Linked DNA regions of Mus musculus: all the other regions are linked to region 7. The links are chromatin contacts, called in public ChIA-PET, HiChIP or PLAC-seq and promoter capture Hi-C maps. All regions are on one chromosome and are shown on one strand. The core of a region is the stretch at or near the end of the contact, and the rest is flanking DNA. Distances in the headings are between cores, read along the strand shown. Region 1 has its middle 44 kb from the start of Gm33510. Region 2 holds the start of Il20ra (interleukin 20 receptor, alpha). Region 3 overlaps Ahi1 (Abelson helper integration site 1). Region 4 has its middle 27 kb from the start of Gm33510. Region 5 has its middle 37 kb from the start of Ahi1. Region 6 has its middle 17 kb from the start of Ahi1. Region 7 holds the start of Bclaf1 (BCL2-associated transcription factor 1).

Region 1 (2,700 bases), core at 29-2,528, 570 kb before region 7:
GATAATGAACTGAACCTCTGAACCTGTAAACCAGCTCCAATTAAATGTTGTCCTCTATAAGAACTGCCTTGGTCATGGTGTCTGTTCACAGCAGTAAATCAAAACTAAGAGACACGTCATACATGTAAGATGGGCTTCACTTTAATGTAAACTTCATCAGAAAAATATCAGGCCACTGAGAGAATGAGAATTGTGACATACGGTTAGATAAAACTACTTCCTTTCCAACACTTCCTCCAACAAAGCCACACCCACTCCAACAAGGCCACGCCTCCTCTAATAAGGACACACCTCCTAACAGCACCACTCCCTAAAACTACTTCATCTGAGGGTTGGGTTCCTGGACAAGGTCTTCTTGTGCTGGATCTTCCTTGGTAACCTTATGTCAAAGTTCTTAGTCATAATCGCGCCCTTCCTATATAAAACATGATTTTGTGATGGTCCTAGGGATTTATCTCAATTAATATTCACAGAAATATTTGTGAAATAAAGTTCTTTCCGATTCTCTTCTCTGCTCTTTTCAATGAGAAATATTCCTTAATGCTACAAATGCACTTGAACGTACCTATCGAAGGTATGTTTTATTATGTTCTGTAAGTGCCTACAGAGCTACAACTTTTTAATGTTGGTTATGATACTATATGCTGAGATTTATGGAGGGAGCTAAAGCCATCTTATTAATAAGAGTTCATAATTATGTAAGACCATAAAGGACATTTTCAGGCAGACTGATTCACCCTTTCCATCAAACCATCATATTGGCTCTAAGACATTGGCTCTAAGAGCTTCTAGCTTTGCTTTTCTGATGAAGTCTGAACTTAAACAAGAAAGGAAGTTCCACCTTCCATGGAAGACACAGTATAAAAAAAATCTCTGAGGCTTTCCTGTTTGGCTGGTATAAACTCCACGCCTGTGTTTATCTCCAGCTCCTCCTGGTTAGGGGGTGTCCGTGTGCCAGTCATAGCTAACATACTTTCTTGAGGTGTCTTTGAACAAAGTCCTTTTGCGACATGCTGTGTGTATTTACTTTGAATGACTGTGAATTTTAAATTTGGATTAGGAAGTTGATAACACGACTGAAATTAATGTCTCTTCTCCATCTTTAATTTAGAGAAGCAGGATGGAGTCCAAATGGGAAAGGAATTGAACATAAGAATCTTCCAGGTTAACCGACCGGGAAGTAGCCCAGAGAAACTGGGCTGACGGGTAGGATCTAAGCACTGTGTTGTGCTTCAGTTTCTTGAACGCTGGCTTCCGGCACCATGATGCAACTGCTATCTGTCTTTATTTCCCTACTGTGGTTTTTGTGGGCTCTTTGCTTTAGAACTGTGTATTGTCTGGAACCCTGTGAGGATGAAACGACATTTTCAGGTTCGCAGTAGTGGCCAGGATCTGTCTGCGTGGTTTTTGATCTTTAGTTTGTGATATTGTGTATAGGATACTTTCTCTAGTTGCTATTATGACAAAGTGAATGCTCCCTTAAGCTGGTTATGAATGGCGTCCATGCTCCACTAAGGGAAAATAATGAAACCATTAACAGGTTAGTTCAAATTAGGTTCTTCTCCCTTTGCTGGTCAGCCAGCCCTGTGTGATTGCCTTGGTTCTCAATTTTATAATGAAGTTCAGGGTCAGTGGGATGTTTCATCAATAAACCTCCTTCCTCATAAGCAGAAACTGCTCAGTTTGATTCCCAGAAGCTATGTGAAGAGACTAGAAATATTGTCACATGCTTGCAGTTCCAGGATGGAGAGAAGGAGACAGGCAGGGGACTCCTGTAGCATATTGGCCAGCTTGCCTAGGCTACGTGAAGAAGCCCTAGGCCAGGGAGATCCCTGTCTGAAACCCAAAAGCTGGAAGATGCCCAAGAAAGGACTTGAGAGGTTGTCCTCTGCTGTCTGCACATGTGCACCCTACACACATATGTACACATCTAGTGAGCCATGCACACACACACACACACACACACACACACACACACACACACAATCTATATGTTTACTGGTTTACAGAAAACAGATGTAATTATGAAATGATAGCTTTGGCACCAACAGGTCAGACTTGGTGGTATACATCTTTAATTCTAGCACTCAGAAAGCAGAGATAAGTAAGTCTCTATGAATTTGAGTCTAGCTTGGGCTACCCAGAGGGTTCCAGGCCAGCCAGGGCTACCTAGTAAGACTTTTAAAAATAACAACAAAAACCATTTTTATTTGTTATTGTGAGTAAGGTCTGTTGATGTAGGTCATGGAATTGTGAACCAATGACAGGTAAACAGCTTATCTGTATTATTTCTTAGGATGCATATGCCACAGGGTTTTTTAAATAATAGAGTATATTTACATCATCCCTTTTATCATTAGAAGGCTGAGGTTAAATAATACTAATGGCTAACACAAAATTCCTTAACTCAAGTTTTGAGGTTCCTAACTTACTTAATTCTATTGACAGATTACTGTTCTTGGTGTGTGTGTGTGTGTGTGTGTGTGTGTGTGTGTGGTGTTTTTGTTTATAGCAATACCTTCCTAAAGCCTATATGAAAATAAGAAAAAAAAAAACAAAAACCTTTTTAGTTAGCCAGCCTGAACTATGTAATGAGTTCCAGGACAGCCTGGGCTACAAAATAGAGCTCCGGTCTCGTGTGTGTGTGTGTGTGTGTGTGTGTGTGTGTGTGTGTGTGTGTGTGTCTAGGGAGTGAGAGTG
Region 2 (2,700 bases), core at 40-2,539, 600 kb after region 7:
GATTTTGCTGTTAAGTTAGGAGTATTGCTGCCTTCTAATATCATTTTGCCCAGTTAGTGAGCAAGTTTTATTTCTCACATTAACACCAAGCAAGTTCAGTATGGTAGCTCTATTGCACTCACTGTATGCAGAGATCTTCCCGTAATCATTCATATAGATGTATATGTATATGTGTGTGTATATGTGTGTATACATATGCTTGTCTCTCATCCCCCTTGATGACCATACTTAAATCTCTGTCTAGACCTTTTATAATAAACTTCAACTGTGCTTTAAAAACAGAAAATGAATTCATATCAGGGATATTTGAATAAGCCTTTTCACATTTGGCTTATCTTGGATTATTAAAATATAACCATATACTTGCATAAATTTAGAACTTAGAAAATAATCTTCTTGTATAGACTACACGGTTCAGAAACCGCTCCAAGGCCAGCGTGCATGCTTCCGGCCTCTGAAAGGTAGTGAGCATCATGTTTTCTCTGATTGAGGTCTCACTTTTTTTCCCCACTCGCTGGTTTTTCCAGGCTGGAGCACAGGTGCTTGAATCAATTTTATAAAATTACAATTGATATTTTGGGAAGCTTTGTGGCTGTTGTCTTTAATTGAAACCGTGAGATACCTTGCTGAGATACCTTGCTTTTTAAAGAGTATGTTTTTATATGGCAGAAAAACAGAAAGAAGGAAAAAAAAAGAAAGAAAAAGAAACTTTTAAAAAGTGAATCAGCTTGGCTTTCTGAATTCCAGCGGTTACGGTTTAAACTTTAAAACAACAGAGAAAATCCTTCTAGTGCTTTATGTCTTACTGTTTTATGCTTTGTTATTTCTCAGAAGTACGTATACGCACACGTCAGGATTGCCAGGAAAACGGGATGTGGCTTACCCTTTTGGGGCTGATTTGGCTTTTCCAAACTCTGATCCAAGCTCCCACAGGCTATGAATCTTGGACTTGCCAAGGTTTTAGTGCGAGCCGCCCCTTGCCATCACTGTCACCAGTTTCGAGGTACAAGTTTTGGGCCACTCAGGAGGGCTACTACCACCCCTGTACCCCCCAACCCCAGCTCGGATTCAGCAAGCTGGAGCCCGGCGTGGACCCTTTCAGGCTCCTGCCAGGTAGCCCTTGCCGAGAGGAGCGACTCTCCTACCTGCGCGTCCCGAAGCGGCCAGCAGCAGAAGCAGCGTGAGCAGCAACAGTGGCGGCGGGTCCGGGTGGCCCGGCGCCGGGGTCCCGGGAGTGTGCATGGGCTGTCAGTTCGGGTCACATCTCGGGAACGCGGCGTGGCCTCCCCGGGGCTCCTCTGCAACAGCGAGACCCGGGCGATGGAGCCCAGAGTCTGCTGTGCACAACCAGCTCCCCCTGCAGGGAGTCCACGCGAGGGTGGCTGTCTGGGTTTCAGTTCTGAGTCCACACAGGCTTCAGGGGGTGATGGAGAAGCCGATGAGCTCTGACTCAGTACAGCAGAGTCTTATCATTCACTTGAAATGTCAGGTTTCATCCCGGAAGAAGCTGGAAGGGTGAAATAGGTACATATTTCTCAACTTACTGTTAGGCATGCTGCTTACCCTAGTCGAGATTTCCTCCCCACACCCCGAAGTCAGGTATCTTTGCATTTTACAGAAGAGCAGATGCAACCTCAAAACACAATAGAAGTCTCCCAAATGGGAGAGGGCCATCCCCCAGCTAAGAGAAAGAAAGGAAAAGCCAGGGAACACTGTGACAGAGATGTGCAAGCAGACCTCAGGGCTCCTCCTTTCTAGGTAGCTGTAAACATTAAACACAATGCGAAAAGAAACAAATTAACCATGTACTTCAGGCAGACTCTCTCTTTCCTCCATAGACTCCTGTTGCAAATGCACAAATAAAGAGAAATAGCCCTAAAATTGAATCAACAGACATCTAGAAGAGTCTCAATAACTAAAAGAAAACAAAACAGACGAACAAAGAACCCCTTTTGTGGTGGAGGCAGTCAGAGATGCAGCCGTTTTTAGAATGCCTTACACTCCTGTTTTCACTCCTGTTTTTTTTCCGGCTCAAAGAGTCCTAAGAGTCTTGGATTGGATTTGAAGGCTTCTGGAGGGTTAAAGCAGACCCTGCTATTCAGTTGTGCTTCTAGTTCACACCGGTAGGGGGCCCTGGAGGAGGAGGGACAGGACCTGTTAGCTGTCCTAGTTTCCAGCTTCTTCAGATACACGAAGAATTTGCCTCGCTGGCTGGACCCAATTCTCATGGGTCCAAATCTCCATTTAGTGAAATTCCTTTATCTTCTGTGTAGTCATGTCTTCCTTTTGTTTCTCCAGCCTTAGGAGTGGAAACTGCAATCAGTAGCTACTAGTTTCAAACTTCGACTTCTTTTCTCAGTGATCGGTTCTCTGACATCTGCCTGTTAACTGTCATGTTTCTTTCCTTTCCTGCACAAACTGGGCTCTTACTGATTCATATGTAATCCCTGAAAAAAGTAAGAAGACAGTATGATAGCAACATATTCTTTTTATATCAATGTTAGGACATGTATGCATTTCTGTTTAAATATGACTCATTCATAGCCTTAAAGGAGCTAGCTCAAGCAGACAGCTACCTTGCTTTTTCAACTTACACACATATTTCTTGGGAGATAGTCTACAGCCTGTTCTCTTAGGCTAGAGATTGGAAGACAGCCAGACCCTGCCCTCTCTGGTGTTCTTTCTGATAGTACTCATGGG
Region 3 (2,700 bases), core at 98-2,597, 710 kb before region 7:
GCTCTCACCGCAAAGCATCATGGGAGCTGCGAGCAGTGAACGAGTGGCCTGAGGACAAGGCTGTACTCATTTTCTTTAAAAAAACACGCAGTAAGTTTATTATCAGAAAAGAAAGTAAAGAACAACTTGTCCTAAATTTGAGTACTTTGAAATGAATTCTAATATTAATTTATATGCCTTATTATGTGAAAATATGCGAAGTTGTCAACTTCATTTGAAAACTATAAAGATGGTAAAATGCAATCAATGGTTGAAGAAAGCCTATTAAGACAGTGAAAGTCTTGTTCTCATGTCAACATGACTCAGCCATTTTACCAGAGCCTCCTCTCCTTGCTCCTCTCACCCCGCCTTGAGTGAACCAAAGTCCCCTCTCTTCCTCCCTGGAGGCACAGTGCTAACTCACAGGCACGGAGCACTTTGGCCTGATTGATTATTCAGTCCTCCGCTTCAGCTGATGGAACGGAAGAGGTTTTGCCGCCTAACAGTTTTAGTCAGTACACCTACAAAGCTCTCTTTTGAAATAATACCCATGGATCATTTGAGGAAGAATTCAGACGAGATTCCTGAAGTGTGCGTCATTGAACACAGGGCTTTGTTTCCCTTTCTAAAATGTAGTGGAAAATTAGAGAACTTTACATATTTTTATTTGAAAAGTAAATATTACTTTTCATCTCTAATATAAAAAAGACCACTCAAGGCCATAGCTTATGTACAGACTAAATTCTCTCTGCTAACTGCTACTAGACTCTCATGCTCTGACCTAACTGATAGAAGTAGGAGATAAACACAATTTCTGTGAAAGTTGCTGGCCAAGCTAGCCTCAAACTCCCTCCTGATCTTTAGCTCCGGATCCTCCTGCCTCTGCCTCCGGAGTGTAGAATTTACAAACGCTTTCTTTTAGTAATAGTGTCAGAGTCATGTTGATAAAAGATCCTAAACTCTTAACTAAGGAAGTTTGTAATTAAGAGCATTACTCACATCCAATTAAAGCAACAATCCTTTACCAAATGATTTTCTTGGGATCAGATATAGACTTGAGTAGAAGTAGACAGAAGAGAACTGAAGTCTATACAGTACCCACAGGCCATGCACAGTGTTAAAATTAAGGTTTGAGTTCCTAAGTCACACGAGTGATATTTCATGTACTCAACATTCACATGAGGCTCAGGGGCTACAATAATGGACTGCGCACAACTGGAGCTCAGGAAAGATGACTAGGATAAGTCTAAGACATCAGACAGTCACTGCTACCTGAGTACCAAAGATGCTGGCATATGCAGGGGAAGAAAGAGCAGAGCTGTGGGGGAACAGTCTATTTAAGCCTGTCAGGGACCAGGAAGCATCTAGCATAAGGAAAGAAAGAGGACTGACTCGCAAGATAAGAAAAAACCCAACAGAGTGTGGTGTCCAGGAAACCACGCATTAGGAAGTAACCAGATGTATTCAAAGCTGGTGATCGGTCAAGGAAGATAAGGAGAAGAACTGGCCACTGGCATTAGCAGCTGCGAGGGCCACTGGTAAGCTTGAAAAGAATATATTAGAAATGTTAAACTTTCATACAATGGAAAATGTCTAGGAACATGTAGGGACAGACTTTCCTTTGGAGTGTGTGAGGTCGTTCATGTGGATGTCATCTTTGCTATGATAAAAGCTATGAACCTGTAACCAGCACATCTGGTCGAAGTCAAACTGAAAGAACCCTGGGATAAATAAAGATTCGAAGGTTAGAAAAAAAGCCAAGTAGGCTGAAAGCCCTAAATAACAGGGGTTTGCCCAGCACTTCTCCTGGGGGCAGCCAGGAGAAGCAGAAGCAGTCTCCAAAAGTAACACTGGAAGAGCGAAGGCTGCTAGCGTGCAGCCCCAGCCAGCTGTTCTCACTTTGGCAAGTGTCCTGACATAGTTTTCTTGTTTATCCTAAATATAAACTGCACATTGTTTGTCCTAGCCACAAATGTAAAGTTTTAATAAGTATGCGTGGGCAAATGAATGAGTGAGATTACAGCTGTCCACACATTAGAATAGGTAAGTCATACAACTAGTCCTTCATCTTTAGAAATTTACAACAAATAAAGAAAAGCCATTGGCATGAAGAAAAACACAGAAGCGAATAAAAGCAACCGAAGACAGGAAACCTCCGAACAGAAACTCTGGAAGTCTTAGCAGGATGCAATGCACCCACCCACGGCACAGAACGATGAGAAGTTATCAGAGAGAACCGGGCAACCCATCAGCTGTGAGGCAGAACACAGAACCAGAGAGCTCTGCGGAAGGTTAACAACAGAAAGGCTGGCGGTGTCAAAGGTGAATCTAAAGCCTTCCCAGGAAGACTGGCAGTGAGTCACAGAAGCTCTGAGGACCCCACACCCACTCACAGCAACGTTGTCATGGCAATCAGTGTCCCACTACACAACTGTGAGACAGAACATCTCCTGTCAGATTGGTTGTTATATTTACTTCTGTCACATATGTAGTAGCTCTGTTATACCTGCCCTAGCCTTCCAATTTTACATTTGAACTTCCCATTCAAGATGTTATAGTCTGATAGTTCCACAAATCTCCAGAGTATAAACAGGACAAATCAAGAACTGATTAACACACCAACTAGAAGGCTTTACACATGGTAGGTATCAGAATATCATCAAGTGTGAATTCACTACTCCTCACATAGCCTACTGTTTTGGAACCCTCACCAGAGATGAG
Region 4 (2,700 bases), core at 196-2,695, 550 kb before region 7:
CATTGTCTACCCTTGAAGACCCGTGTTGCTCTCGGAAATCTGGGAGTTTATTTACAACTAACATGCCATGAACATGGTATGAATACATGGTAGAAAAAGTTGATATGAAGAATGTTTAAATAAATGAATAGCTTTACATTTTGTTCCATTCATCCTGCGGTTCTCAAGTTTAGAAATAAAACCATCACAATTATTACATAAAAAGAAATAATGAATTTCACTTTTAGTTATTTCTGCTAGTTGCATATTTTACTATAAGCAAATTGTGTGATATTTGAAATAGTTTGTAACCATGCATATTTTACCATCTCATGCATACATTTTTATATAATTAAAATGAAGTTTGAAATGGCAGCAATAAAGTAACATACAAGATGCAATTAAAATTATTAACTGTAACTTGAGTTTATTAGCATGAAAAATATTTGTAAAAACATAAAACATTAGAGATACCACTGTAGCTATCACATACTTTAGCGCCTACTGAGTATAGGAGGGTATAGTTTTGAAATTACAAAGATAATACAAAGCTCACTTTATGTTTTTTCTTCACATTATTGGAAAATATTTTGAAGTCAATATTTTGTATAAAAACGTCTAGATGTATAATTTTAATAAATTTATCTGCCCAATTACTGTTTATTTTCTTTTTGGTTTGGATACAAACCAGCAGGGGTATGAACTTAGCTCTTTCCTCCTGGGATTCAAGAACACACTATTCAAATTGAGTCGGCATATCCATATGTAAATGGACTGTTCATGCAGAGGGCGTGAATGTTCGTTTTGGCTTCAGTCCTTGAGACTGGACACATACCAAGACTTCTTTAGTGTTGTTACTGTTAATTATTAGTTCTGGTAAAAATTAAGGAGTAGTGTTATTCTTGTTTGAAATCCCTCAGACCGACCAGTCATTTCAAAATAAAATTTAAGATTTGATCAACGACCATTTTAAGTATGAAAGTTAAAAATTAATTTCTAGGCCAGGGAGATGGACTCAGGTACAAGAAATGGAATTCAACTCAATGCCCCTGCCCCAATTTCTTTCCTTCTTCAATGCCAGGAAGGCGAGCCAGCCTGCCTGTGAGACTCTGTTTATCATAAGGTGGAGCCAGGAATGTCCTGAGAATGCTGAGTAGGTAGCTTCACCTGGGCAGTGGTCTCTGTGAGCAACTGAGACACTCTGTCTCAATAAACAGGGCAGAGAGCAATGGGAGTAACTTGCGACATCAACCCTGGGCTCCCACAAGCATCCCTCTGTGATGATTCGTTTAAATCACCAACTAGACACAGTCTAGAATCATCTAGGAAGAGAGCAGGAAGAGCCCCTCAGTGAGGGATCACCTACCTCAGGCTGACTGGTGAGTGTGTCTTGAGGAATCGTCTTGATGACCTTAACTGATGTGGGAAGGCACAACCCAAGTGTGGGTGACACCTTCTAGTGGTGGCACAGATGAAGGGACATGGAGGAAGGAAGGCCTTTTGACATTTTGCTTCCCTGAGTTTCATTTTCACTGTGAGTTCATCGCTGCTGCTGCTGCTGATGGTGATAACAACGATGACACTGCTGCTGCTGATTCCATCACTGCTGTCAGAAACAGCTTCTTCAGGTCTCCATCATAGTCTAAAAGCTGGTGGCGCTCCAGGGATCCCTACTGTCATTGTCGAGGCAGCCAGCTTCGTATTCTGAGCAACTACCGGGTTCTAAGCCTCTTCCAAATGAGCTAGGCATCGCTGGACTCCTTTAAATATACTATGCAAGCCAACCTAGCAGGTTCTTTCTTCAGGATATATTCATGCCACTAGTTTGCTTCTCCAGCATACCCTGATTAATGCAAGGTAGAGTTTAGGAAAGCATGGTGTGTTTTTCAGGAGGGAATCTAAATTTAAAAGTGTGGATTGTCAAGACTCCTCTACTACCATCTACTTTTTTTTCACCACACATTACACACACAAGCTGCTGCCCTGCTGGTGGTCAACCACACGCTGAGTGCTCAGATATGACTGCACAGTGGTGGAGTGCTGTGGCTCGAGCGCCTGTCATAGGCATAGAAAATGTAATATGGTTTTCTTACCTGGTCCAAACAATAAAATTCCAGCAAATATGCCACGTGTACAAATTATTTTACATTGCTTATCTGACCCCAAATAGTCCTCATAGTAATACTCTTGTATCATTTATTTTCAAATCGTTAATTTTCAAAACCTGACCTTAGGTTTCCCAAAATAGTAATTTGTCAAAAGTTATCACCACTGTGACTTAATACAGTAGTAGCCCAACATTCTCACATGATCTATTTAATATAGAGTCCCTTTACCCTTTAGTAAAATATACCTGAATTTAGTGTCTGTCACATTACTTTCTGATGCATATGATAATATATATCTATATATGTATATCTATGTATATCTATGAATCTATCTATCTATCTATCTATCTATCTATCTATCTATCTATCTATCTATGTCAAGAAAACATAATCCCAATTGTACATATGATACCATGAATCTAGAACTAATATGTAAAAGGGGAAATAGATAACTGCTAATCTACAGTCTGTTTGGTGTTAGTTTTATGTGTTATATTGATTAGGTTCTAGTCCTAGTTATATAACCAAAGCTAATCTAGCTATTGCCTTGAGAATATTTGTCTATGCATTTCAGCTACTGCACATTCTAAGTTAAGTGGATTATTGCTTTGTT
Region 5 (2,700 bases), core at 101-2,600, 600 kb before region 7:
TGTGTTGTATAGACTGTCTGGAATGGACAGATGGGTGGGTCACATGCTGGGTCATGTTAGGTGGCCCAGTGTGAGATTCTGCCACCATGAATTCCCTGTTTGAGAATTTGTTCATTGCCCAAATTAAACACATCTCAATAATTAGTAAAAATGAAAAAAAACCATCTTAATTTATTTATTTTTTAAACATTAATGCATTTTGTATGTGTGTCTGTCCCTGTGTGGATGTCCGAATGCTATAGGTCAATCGCATGCATGTGGAGGTCATAGGATATCTTGCAGAGAGAGGCTCAGTCTCTCTTTTCATCAGATGGGTCCTGAGGATCAAACTCAGGTGGGTAAGGTGCAAGCACTTTTGCCCATTGTCTTGTTGACACCGTGCATATTACTGTTTTTAACATAAGAAAATCTATGCGAAGTAAAAACCATTATTTAAATGCATAATAATCTCAGATCTATAAGATCTTAATGTACTTGCCTGGTGTTGCCCACTTTCTCAGAAAGCTAAGAAAATAGAGAGGGTTGTTGACAGGGACGAGTCAAGAAAAGGGGGAACAGGAAACAGAGCGATAACAGAAGTGACCCCCAGGGACTTCCCAATATGGCTGCTAGTTTGCTAAGTTAAGTCCATTGCCCATTTCCCCATTGAGAAGTTAGTCTTTTCCGTAATGGTGCAAGCTCTTTATTAAGTATGAAACCCTCTTATTTATTTGTGCAGTGCAAATTATCCTCTAGCAGTTTCTGCCTTTTGATTTGGCTGTGGCTTGCTTTATTAGAGAGGAGTGTACAATTTTTTTTTTACCCATTCCATTTCACCAACCCAAGGGTAATTTTTAGTTTTAGATTCTATGATTCTACTAAGTGGGAATGAGAGGAAGTGCATGGGAGATATAGGATTGTAGGCCACAGTCCTGTATATAATGCAGGTTGTACCTACAGTAATATTTTGTTACAGAGACTGAGCTAGCTGCCTGATTTCTTTAATAGTAAAAACTTATTAGATATTTGCCTATTCTCCCCTAACCATGGATGTCCATCTATTTTGACTTTATGTAACCGGAGACTTTGGCAAAAAAAAAAAAAAATTAAACTGATTTCTGAAAAAAATTGTAAGAAACCATGGATAATAAAAAAAAATTCAGATCAAGATATAAGAAAGATCAGCTATCTTAAAACCAAGAAAAGTAAAAATCAAAATAGCACAAAATTTCCAAGTGATGGCTGCTCAGGGGACAACATTGAAAAAAAAAAAAAAAACGCATCCTCATTCCGGCTGTGGTTTGGTTACTCCACAGCTGTGTGGATGGAAGCAAGGCCACCAAAGTGCTCAGAAATGCCAACAGGCAAAGAGGAAATGGGGGAGGGAGTTTTTGGCACTCTGTCTCTGTGCACTTTCAACACAAACATAGGCTCCTTGTTTTCTTCGGAGAGGAAGACAAATTTGCAATAAAGACATATGACCGGAGCGCTGTGAAACCCACCATTGGACAGTTACAGGACACTCTGGCCTCTCTCTCACTAGTGCCACCTGGTGGCTGCAAGGGATTTCATAGTCCTACGATCACGTGACTCTCTTCTTTCTAAATTACCACCCCAATTTTTGTCCAGCTCTATCTCTATGGTTCTTTTAGGATGCTATGATCTGGATGTAGCTTTCGCTAGCATTGTCTGCAAACAGGAATGAGTTTGTTTGGATAGGACATTGTATTGGCTGGTTTTATGTCATCTTGACACAAGCTAGGATCGTCAGAGAGGAGGGATCCTCGACTGAGAAAATGCCTCCATTAGATCAGAGTATAGGCAAACCTCTATAGCATTTTTATAATTAGTGATTGATGTGGAAGGGCCCAGCCCATAATGGGTGGTGCCATCCATGGACTGGTGTCCTAGAATAAGAAAAAGAAAAAAAGCAAGCTGAGCAAAGCCAGTAAGCAGCGCTCCTCCACCGTCTCTGCACAGCTCTTGCCTCCAGACTCCTTTCCTGTTTGAGTTCCTGTCCTGACTTCCATTGTTGGTGAACTGTGATGTCGAAGTGTACCTGAATAAACCCTTTTCTCCCCAAGTTTCTTTGATCATGTTGTTTCATCACTGCAATAGCAACTCTAAGTAAGACAGACATTATCATTTCCTTATTTTCAATGAAACAAGACCCTATTGACATGTGTGGGACCACAATGGCCCAGGGTTATGGAGGAAGGCTTGAGGGAGCTTCAGCCTCTGATACCTCAAATATAAGGATGGTAGGATTTGGCTTCTCCCCCTCCAACCTGTCACCATGAAACTGGCTTCCCCGCCATCAACCCTAGCATATTCATTATTACCCTGACAGTTATCAGGCTTCATTCCTTGTTTGGCCCGTAAGACCTCCCCAACCCTTGTGTACGCAGATGAGGTGTTGTCTAACACCCCTGCCCTGGCCAATGGTACAAGGCCACACAAACCTTGCCGTAGAGACTCTGGCCACCTCCCCAGGGACATAAATACCTCTTTCTCCCCTCCCAATAAATGAATCAGTTCTCCGACCCTGTTCCCCAATCCTGTTCCCCGACACGGTTCCCCGACACTGTTCCCAGACACTGTACCCCGACACTGTTCCCGGACACTGTTCCCAGACACTGTTCCCGGACACTGTTCCCAGACACTGTTCCCCGATACTGTTCCCAGACACTGTTCCCAGACACTGCTCCCCGACACTGTTCC
Region 6 (2,700 bases), core at 136-2,635, 620 kb before region 7:
TCCATCAGTTCCTGATGCCAGAGGTTCCTGCCTTGAATACTTGCCTTGGCTGCCCTGATGATGGAGCCTGTGAGCCAAATAAACCCTTTCCTCCCCAAGTTGCTTTTGGTCATTATGTTATCACAGCAATTGAAGCCAAATTAAGACAAGATCTTTGAATGAGTTCTTAAGATCCATAATTGTAGCAAGATCAATCTATTTGATGTGGTCCATCTATTCCAAAGTTTAACTCATCAAAACTCCCCTAATAGAAACATTTAGCATAACTTTAGGCCAAGTATCTGGACCCACATTAATCAGTTGCATGTGTATGTATATATATGTATATGTGTATGTGTACACATACACACACACACACACACACACACACATGCTTTCTTGATAAAATTCAATAAAATATTACATTTCCCTTTTTTAATGGAATGAAGACATAGAAAGTGCTTTGACCCTTCTCTGTCTACAGTTGATATGAACTGCAGCTGATATGAAAAAGAAATGAGGTAAAACTTTTAGAAAAGGGCTTCTCACAGTGGTGGTGCAAGTCTTTAATCCCAGCACTCAGGAGGCAGAGGTGGGTAGATTTCTGGGTACAATGTCATCCCAATCTACAGAGTGAGTTCCAGGGCAGGGGAGGCTACACAGAGAATCTCTGTCTCAAAAAAACCAAAAAAAAAAAATTTGCCAAGTTTTTTCAAACTGTGGCAATAATGTTTAGTGAGCCCCTATTAAAATGCTAGCTATATGCCAGCTAAAAGTATAGCATACTTACAGGGGCAAGGGTGGGGTAGGGTGTTTCATTTTGGAAGAGGTGATATTCACTATTATAGAAGTGAATTAAGAGTGTTAAAGTAGTTTTAGATTTATTAAAGTTTATTTAAAGTTTATTTAAGGATTGTTTAGTGATGTTTAGTGATGCCTAATGGCAGATGATACAAGACGGGCTCCATGTCTATCTGGGATCCATCTGCTGCCCTAGGTCTGCTACTGAGTGAGTCCTGTATCAACACCTATTGTTACCACCCATATCAAGCCTGTGTTCTCAACCCTAAGCCCATTGTATACCTAGACAATTGTCTCTGTTCTTTGTATGCACATTATTCTCTGCTGGAAATGGATTCCAACCTTGAACCCCAGCCAGATCGTCTGGGTCTGTGAAGCCAACGAGTCTTGCCAACATCTTCTCTCCAGGGGACTTGGATCTTTTCCCAGTGTTCTTCCCTCTGCAGCTCACTGGCGAAGGTCTTATTACAGGCCAGACAACTCCTCCCACTCTTGAGCATAAAGCCATCATCATCAGATAGAGTGTCCCTGGTGCAGCATACCTCCTGGCTCATTTTAGATGATGACTACCAACCGTAATTTGTCTGTGTATTGTCTCCCGATGTAAAACTGGGGAGTTCTATAGTCATGCCCACATGGCTGACTCTCCCCCACCATTGTTGGCTTGCTTCTCTCCTATAGAGAGAGCCACAGTTGCAGTTCTTTCCTGGTTCTCCTGCCCAAACCAATCAGATCACAATAACAAAGAATAAGACTTTCCTTGCTTTTCAACAAGCCTTTAGATTACAATGCATCTTAATCATGCTTATAAGTAACACTTTATCCTTTGTGTAGAATATCAGGCTTCCTACAAAACTGTCATTTTCAAAAATTGCCTAAGATTCGAATATTGCTTTTTGCAAGTAATGTGGTCCTAACCCAACATATCCAACAGGGTTCAGATCAATGGTTGTTCTAACTTCAACAATGGTAAATATTTGTTAAGCTTCTACTATGTTCATGGCACCAGACAAGAACCTATTATAGTGAATTTTCCTTTCCAGAAAAAATAAATTCAAATGTGGAACAGAAAGTCTAGACTCATGAAACTGGACTGACTTTGTGTCTTAGAAATTCAACACACCACAGCTGTGTGCATAAGCCTGGTTCAAACAAGATGACAAAATAAAACATTATTATGGCTAGGCATGTGGTATTGTTTGAAAAAATAGCCATAGTGAAAAGTGCTTTTCAAATGCCTAGCGGAATGCCTAGCGTAGGTACATGCAGGCTGTAACTAAGTTATACACTCTCCAGCTATTCTGGGACATGGCCAGTTGGGAGTACCCTTCCGTTAATCTCAAAACTATTTAAGATGTTCAGTTTTCCAAGTTTTTTCCTTTGAAAGTATATGTGAACTTTATTTGCAATAAAAAAGAAACTCATAGCATTTTATTACTTTTTGACATGCTGTTTCTATTGAATGCCTGTAATAAATCAGATATATGTGTGTGTGTGTGTGTGTGTGTGTGTGTGTGTGTGTGTGTGTGTGTGTGTGTAACAAATGCTGTTTTATAGTGGTGGTCACTGTAGAACACAATTGTATCTTATAATTTTTACTTGCTATAGAAGATAGGGATTTATGTGTGTGAATAAGACAAAAATGAGCCTGACAGAGTCACCATTAAACGTCTTCCAGAACCTTCTGGTGTTGAATTTTAATTATACTCTTGAACAATTCAGAATTGTTGCATTTTGTTTTTCAAATGCACAGAACAGAAAACATACTGAAATATGAAAGTACTAACTAAGCCTTTAAAATATTTTTACAAGCTACATGATGATAATTAAATGAGAAATATCAACATTTAGGTTTTGTACTTCAAATGACACAGCTATGGATGAAGAAAGCCACTGGCTACAGCTGTCCATGAAGACATC
Region 7 (2,700 bases), core at 140-2,639:
CAAACACATATATACATGGAGAACCCGTAGTTCGAAGCCACTTGGACCCAAGAAGATCGTCTAGGGTACAGAAATCCAATATTCTGGTCACTCCCCAGACCAAGAAAACAAATCTTAAAACTCAGCTGGGGTGACGAAGAAGTGACGAAAAAAAAATACTATTATCCCACCACTCCCGAAGCTAAGGCAGGAGATTAACTGGGAGTTCAAGGCCAGCACTGAGTGACAGAACTATAACCTTCTTCCTTCACCCATTTATCCCCCCAATCACCGCTGCCAATATCCTCAATTTCTAAAGTGTGCTAACTCTTACCAAAAAAGGTAGCCGGGGCGGTGGTGGCGCACGCCTTTAATCCCAACACTTGGGAGGCAGAGGCAGGCGGATTTCTGTTCGAGGCCAGCCTGGTCTACAGAGTGAGTTCCAGGACAGCCAGGGCTACACAGAGAAACCCTGTCTGGAAAAACAAGAAAAAAAAAAAAAAAAAAAGGTATGTCAGCGCTTGGATTACTGAGAAAGGGCCCCTCTCTTAGTCGCATCCCGCTAGAAACTGGAACTACGCACCTACTGATCGGCTACAACAGTGAGTTGGTAGGGAGCCAAAACGAAAAACTTTGGCGCCAACACCCAGGTGTCTGCTACAAACAGATCGAAAGCCTTCATCTGATTAAGCCTGGCCTAAACCGACATATGTACCCCATAGAGGCGAGGGAGGCGGCTTAACCGCCACGCACGACGTGGCTGATTCCGTTGCTTAACTTTGTCGCAGCTCGCCGTTATCTCCTCCGAGTCCCAAAGGCTAGGACCAGGAAGGAAGACGCCTCCCCCAAGGCCAACAACAAGCAAGGCTCGGAAACTAACACACGCGGCGGCGTTGCCATGGGCAGGGAAGAAAGGGGAAAAAAGCACGCGTGCGCAGAGCCCTGGGCCGGGCGCGCGCAGGAGTCCCAGCCGAGGCCGTGGGGGAAGGGTCGGCGAGCGGTTTGCGCACGCGCACGCCGAGGCCTCCCGGGCTCCGGCCCCGAGCCAGGTTCGCAGCCCGGCCCGCTGGTGGCGCAGCTCCCCCATCCCCCCACCCCGGCGGCCCGCGGCGCCTTCCAGACCCGAGGGAGCGAGGAGGAAAACGCACGAGTAACGGCTCGGGGTCCCCGTTCCCGCCGCCGACCCGTCACCACGCGTCAGAGTTGTCGATACCCAACCGCCCTGTCGCCTCGGCTTTCTCCTTTGAGTGACTCGAATGCGGCGCGAGGCCTACCTGACACGCCGAAGCACGATGTGCGTGCAGGGTTTACCTCCGTGCTAACTACACAGCGGCCATTTCCCGACTCCAGAAGGAGAGGAAGACCATAGAGGCGGCCTCGTCGCGCTAGCTCGGCTCCGTCACTTCCGACTTGGGGCGTGGCCTTCCAGGCCGCTAAATCGCTAGGCAGGCCCCTCCCACCGTCCCGCCCAGGCGCGACTGGCGAACCGCGGTTGAGTGTAGCCCAAGGCTTTCTGGGAAGTCTCGTTGCCCGGTCTCGCGAGGTGTAGCCGACAGGGGGTGGGACAAGGGTGGGGCGGGCCCTGAAGGGCTGGCTGGCTTCTCCGCAGGCGGCTCGGCTTTGTTCGAAGAACAGTCGAGACTGATGTCCCCTGACTTCCGAGCCGCTGTTAGCGAGCCTGGCTCCTTCTGAGGCGGCGACCCAGAGCACGCCAGAAGCTCTCTCACTGAGGAAAAGGCCGGAAAACCGACGACGCAGGGCTGCGTCTGCCCGGAAGCGCCGTCCCTCGGACGCCTAACATGACAGTTACAAGGCAGTCTCTGCCGAGTGGCTTCGGGTGAACTCGCCCCCCGCCCCCTCCCGGGCCGATCGTGAGACTTGGATCGGCTGGGCGACTGCGTCACGGAATGGCTCTTAACTTCCCGGGCGCCGGAGCCTGGCCCCTGAGGCTTTCTCAGAGTTTTGTACGGATCCGGAAACCTCACGCCCTAACTGGATCTGCCAGAATCAGATTATAAACGAAGAAGCCAGGATTGAATTGAAGCAAGTTGCAGACATATTTACCTGCTGTTCTTACCAAAGCAGGACCACTCAAGGGACTAAAGCCGTTATTACGGTGTGATATTTTAGGACAACGTTAAATTCCTTGAAGGATTTCAAAGCTGTAATTGGCAGCCTGTCAGTTAAGTTCAGCATTAGAGTTTGATTCTGATCTTTAACCTTGTTCAGGGCAGCCTGTCCTCACAATCCACTCCACAGTGGAGGAAGTACCTGACTGACCAATGAATCCTGATTTTGATTGTATTTTAATTGGGCAATTGCTCCGCACCCAGCTCCCACTACCATGGTGGAAGCTATGATCTGCGCTATATGCGGGACCCTGATAGGTCTAAAGCATAAAGTAGGAGCTCAGAAAATACTTGTCAAGTAGGTGAGCTGTATTTACATGAAGCACAAAGACAGCACAACTGTGCTATTTTATATTAATGAGACAGCAGGGGCCAATAGCTCTTAATCTATTCAAAATACCAAAATCTAATCACTTTGAAGCTATTAAGTCCTGTGCAATTCTAGTATATGTTGGAAAGTTATCTTTTCATCTAAGGCAATATAATTTTTCGCTCATTAGATCCCCTGTGCTGGGCACTGAACCCGCAGAACCTGCCTGGTACGCGCTACACAATTGTTCAGCCACAGAAGTACACCTTCCTAACCTAACTT

Evidence for each region. Promoter capture Hi-C pulls out the DNA fragments that hold promoters and counts their contacts. ChIA-PET counts read pairs in DNA pulled down with a chosen protein or histone mark. HiChIP or PLAC-seq counts read pairs in DNA pulled down with a chosen protein or histone mark.
Region 1: an H3K4me3 HiChIP or PLAC-seq map of the 230-238 cell line shows a contact between it and region 7, with 13 read pairs. The contact joins the enhancer-like site here to the promoter of Bclaf1 in region 7. A contact is called at or near these places in 3 of 39 promoter capture datasets (cranial neural crest, maxillary cranial neural crest and neutrophils), 4 of 115 datasets of contacts at active chromatin or transcription factors (the 230-238 cell line, bone marrow-derived macrophages and cardiomyocytes) and 2 of 9 other capture datasets (liver and pancreatic islet).
Region 2: a contact with region 7 is called in an H3K4me3 HiChIP or PLAC-seq map of pro-B cells, with 2.9 times the contacts expected there. The contact joins the promoter of Il20ra here to the promoter of Bclaf1 in region 7. A contact is called at or near these places in 1 of 484 Hi-C or Micro-C datasets (pro-B cells) and 6 of 115 datasets of contacts at active chromatin or transcription factors (embryonic stem cells, epiblast stem cells, large pre-B cells and 3 more).
Region 3: an H3K27ac HiChIP or PLAC-seq map of embryonic stem cells shows a contact between it and region 7, with 2.7 times the contacts expected there. The contact joins the enhancer-like site here to the promoter of Bclaf1 in region 7. A contact is called at or near these places in 3 of 39 promoter capture datasets (the 3T3-L1 cell line, cranial neural crest and frontonasal cranial neural crest) and 6 of 115 datasets of contacts at active chromatin or transcription factors (the 230-238 cell line, bone marrow-derived macrophages, embryonic hindbrain and 2 more).
Region 4: a contact with region 7 is called in an RNA polymerase II ChIA-PET map of memory CD8 T cells, with 20 read pairs. The contact joins the enhancer-like site here to the promoter of Bclaf1 in region 7. A contact is called at or near these places in 1 of 39 promoter capture datasets (maxillary cranial neural crest), 4 of 115 datasets of contacts at active chromatin or transcription factors (astrocytes, bone marrow-derived macrophages, large pre-B cells and 1 more) and 1 of 9 other capture datasets (pancreatic islet).
Region 5: an H3K4me3 HiChIP or PLAC-seq map of bone marrow-derived macrophages shows a contact between it and region 7, with 5 times the contacts expected there. The contact joins the enhancer-like site here to the promoter of Bclaf1 in region 7. A contact is called at or near these places in 10 of 39 promoter capture datasets (the C10 cell line, the HPC-7 cell line, cranial neural crest and 7 more), 1 of 15 datasets of contacts at CTCF or cohesin (the NIH/3T3 cell line), 2 of 484 Hi-C or Micro-C datasets (bone marrow-derived macrophages and nephron progenitors), 15 of 115 datasets of contacts at active chromatin or transcription factors (the 230-238 cell line, the HPC-7 cell line, T-cell acute lymphoblastic leukemia and 10 more) and 3 of 9 other capture datasets (adipose tissue, liver and macrophages).
Region 6: a promoter capture Hi-C map of neural stem cells shows a contact between it and region 7. The contact joins the enhancer-like site here to the promoter of Bclaf1 in region 7. A contact is called at or near these places in 13 of 39 promoter capture datasets (the C10 cell line, the HPC-7 cell line, HPC-7-derived erythroid cells and 11 more), 10 of 484 Hi-C or Micro-C datasets (CD8 T cells, the HPC-7 cell line, bone marrow-derived dendritic cells and 7 more), 29 of 115 datasets of contacts at active chromatin or transcription factors (the 230-238 cell line, the HPC-7 cell line, the SCID.adh cell line and 23 more) and 3 of 9 other capture datasets (adipose tissue, liver and macrophages).

What each region holds. Positions count from the first base shown.
Region 1 is chr10:20,881,384-20,884,083 of GRCm38.p6, reverse strand. No RefSeq gene overlaps it. Among named protein-coding and RNA genes, the nearest start is that of Gm33510, 44 kb to the right of the region's middle. Within about 2 kb of position 1,278, at least 90 of the 459 cell types and tissues checked have an H3K27ac peak or open chromatin away from gene starts, as enhancers often do. A contact at or near this core is called in the 230-238 cell line, bone marrow-derived macrophages and neutrophils, where this site is marked.
Region 2 is chr10:19,711,176-19,713,875 of GRCm38.p6, reverse strand. Il20ra (interleukin 20 receptor, alpha) reads right to left here and starts at 1,289. Exons shown (of 7, transcript NM_172786.2): 1 at 1,146-1,289. The coding sequence starts at 1,242. All of the region lies in intron 1 of Gm33332 (a long non-coding RNA gene), which reads left to right.
Region 3 is chr10:21,025,673-21,028,372 of GRCm38.p6, reverse strand. All of the region lies in intron 18 of Ahi1 (Abelson helper integration site 1), which reads right to left. Among named protein-coding and RNA genes, the nearest start is that of Gm20149, 17 kb to the left of the region's middle. Within about 2 kb of position 1,347, at least 51 of the 459 cell types and tissues checked have an H3K27ac peak or open chromatin away from gene starts, as enhancers often do. A contact at or near this core is called in embryonic stem cells, where this site is marked.
Region 4 is chr10:20,863,961-20,866,660 of GRCm38.p6, reverse strand. No RefSeq gene overlaps it. Among named protein-coding and RNA genes, the nearest start is that of Gm33510, 27 kb to the right of the region's middle. Within about 2 kb of position 1,445, at least 16 of the 459 cell types and tissues checked have an H3K27ac peak or open chromatin away from gene starts, as enhancers often do. A contact at or near this core is called in memory CD8 T cells, where this site is marked.
Region 5 is chr10:20,914,536-20,917,235 of GRCm38.p6, reverse strand. No RefSeq gene overlaps it. Among named protein-coding and RNA genes, the nearest start is that of Ahi1, 37 kb to the left of the region's middle. Within about 2 kb of position 1,350, at least 29 of the 459 cell types and tissues checked have an H3K27ac peak or open chromatin away from gene starts, as enhancers often do. A contact at or near this core is called in bone marrow-derived macrophages and neural progenitor cells, where this site is marked.
Region 6 is chr10:20,933,921-20,936,620 of GRCm38.p6, reverse strand. No RefSeq gene overlaps it. Among named protein-coding and RNA genes, the nearest start is that of Ahi1, 17 kb to the left of the region's middle. Within about 2 kb of position 1,385, at least 11 of the 459 cell types and tissues checked have an H3K27ac peak or open chromatin away from gene starts, as enhancers often do. A contact at or near this core is called in neural progenitor cells and neural stem cells, where this site is marked.
Region 7 is chr10:20,311,158-20,313,857 of GRCm38.p6, reverse strand. Bclaf1 (BCL2-associated transcription factor 1) reads right to left here and starts at 1,389. Exons shown (of 13, transcript NM_001025392.1): 1 at 1,254-1,389.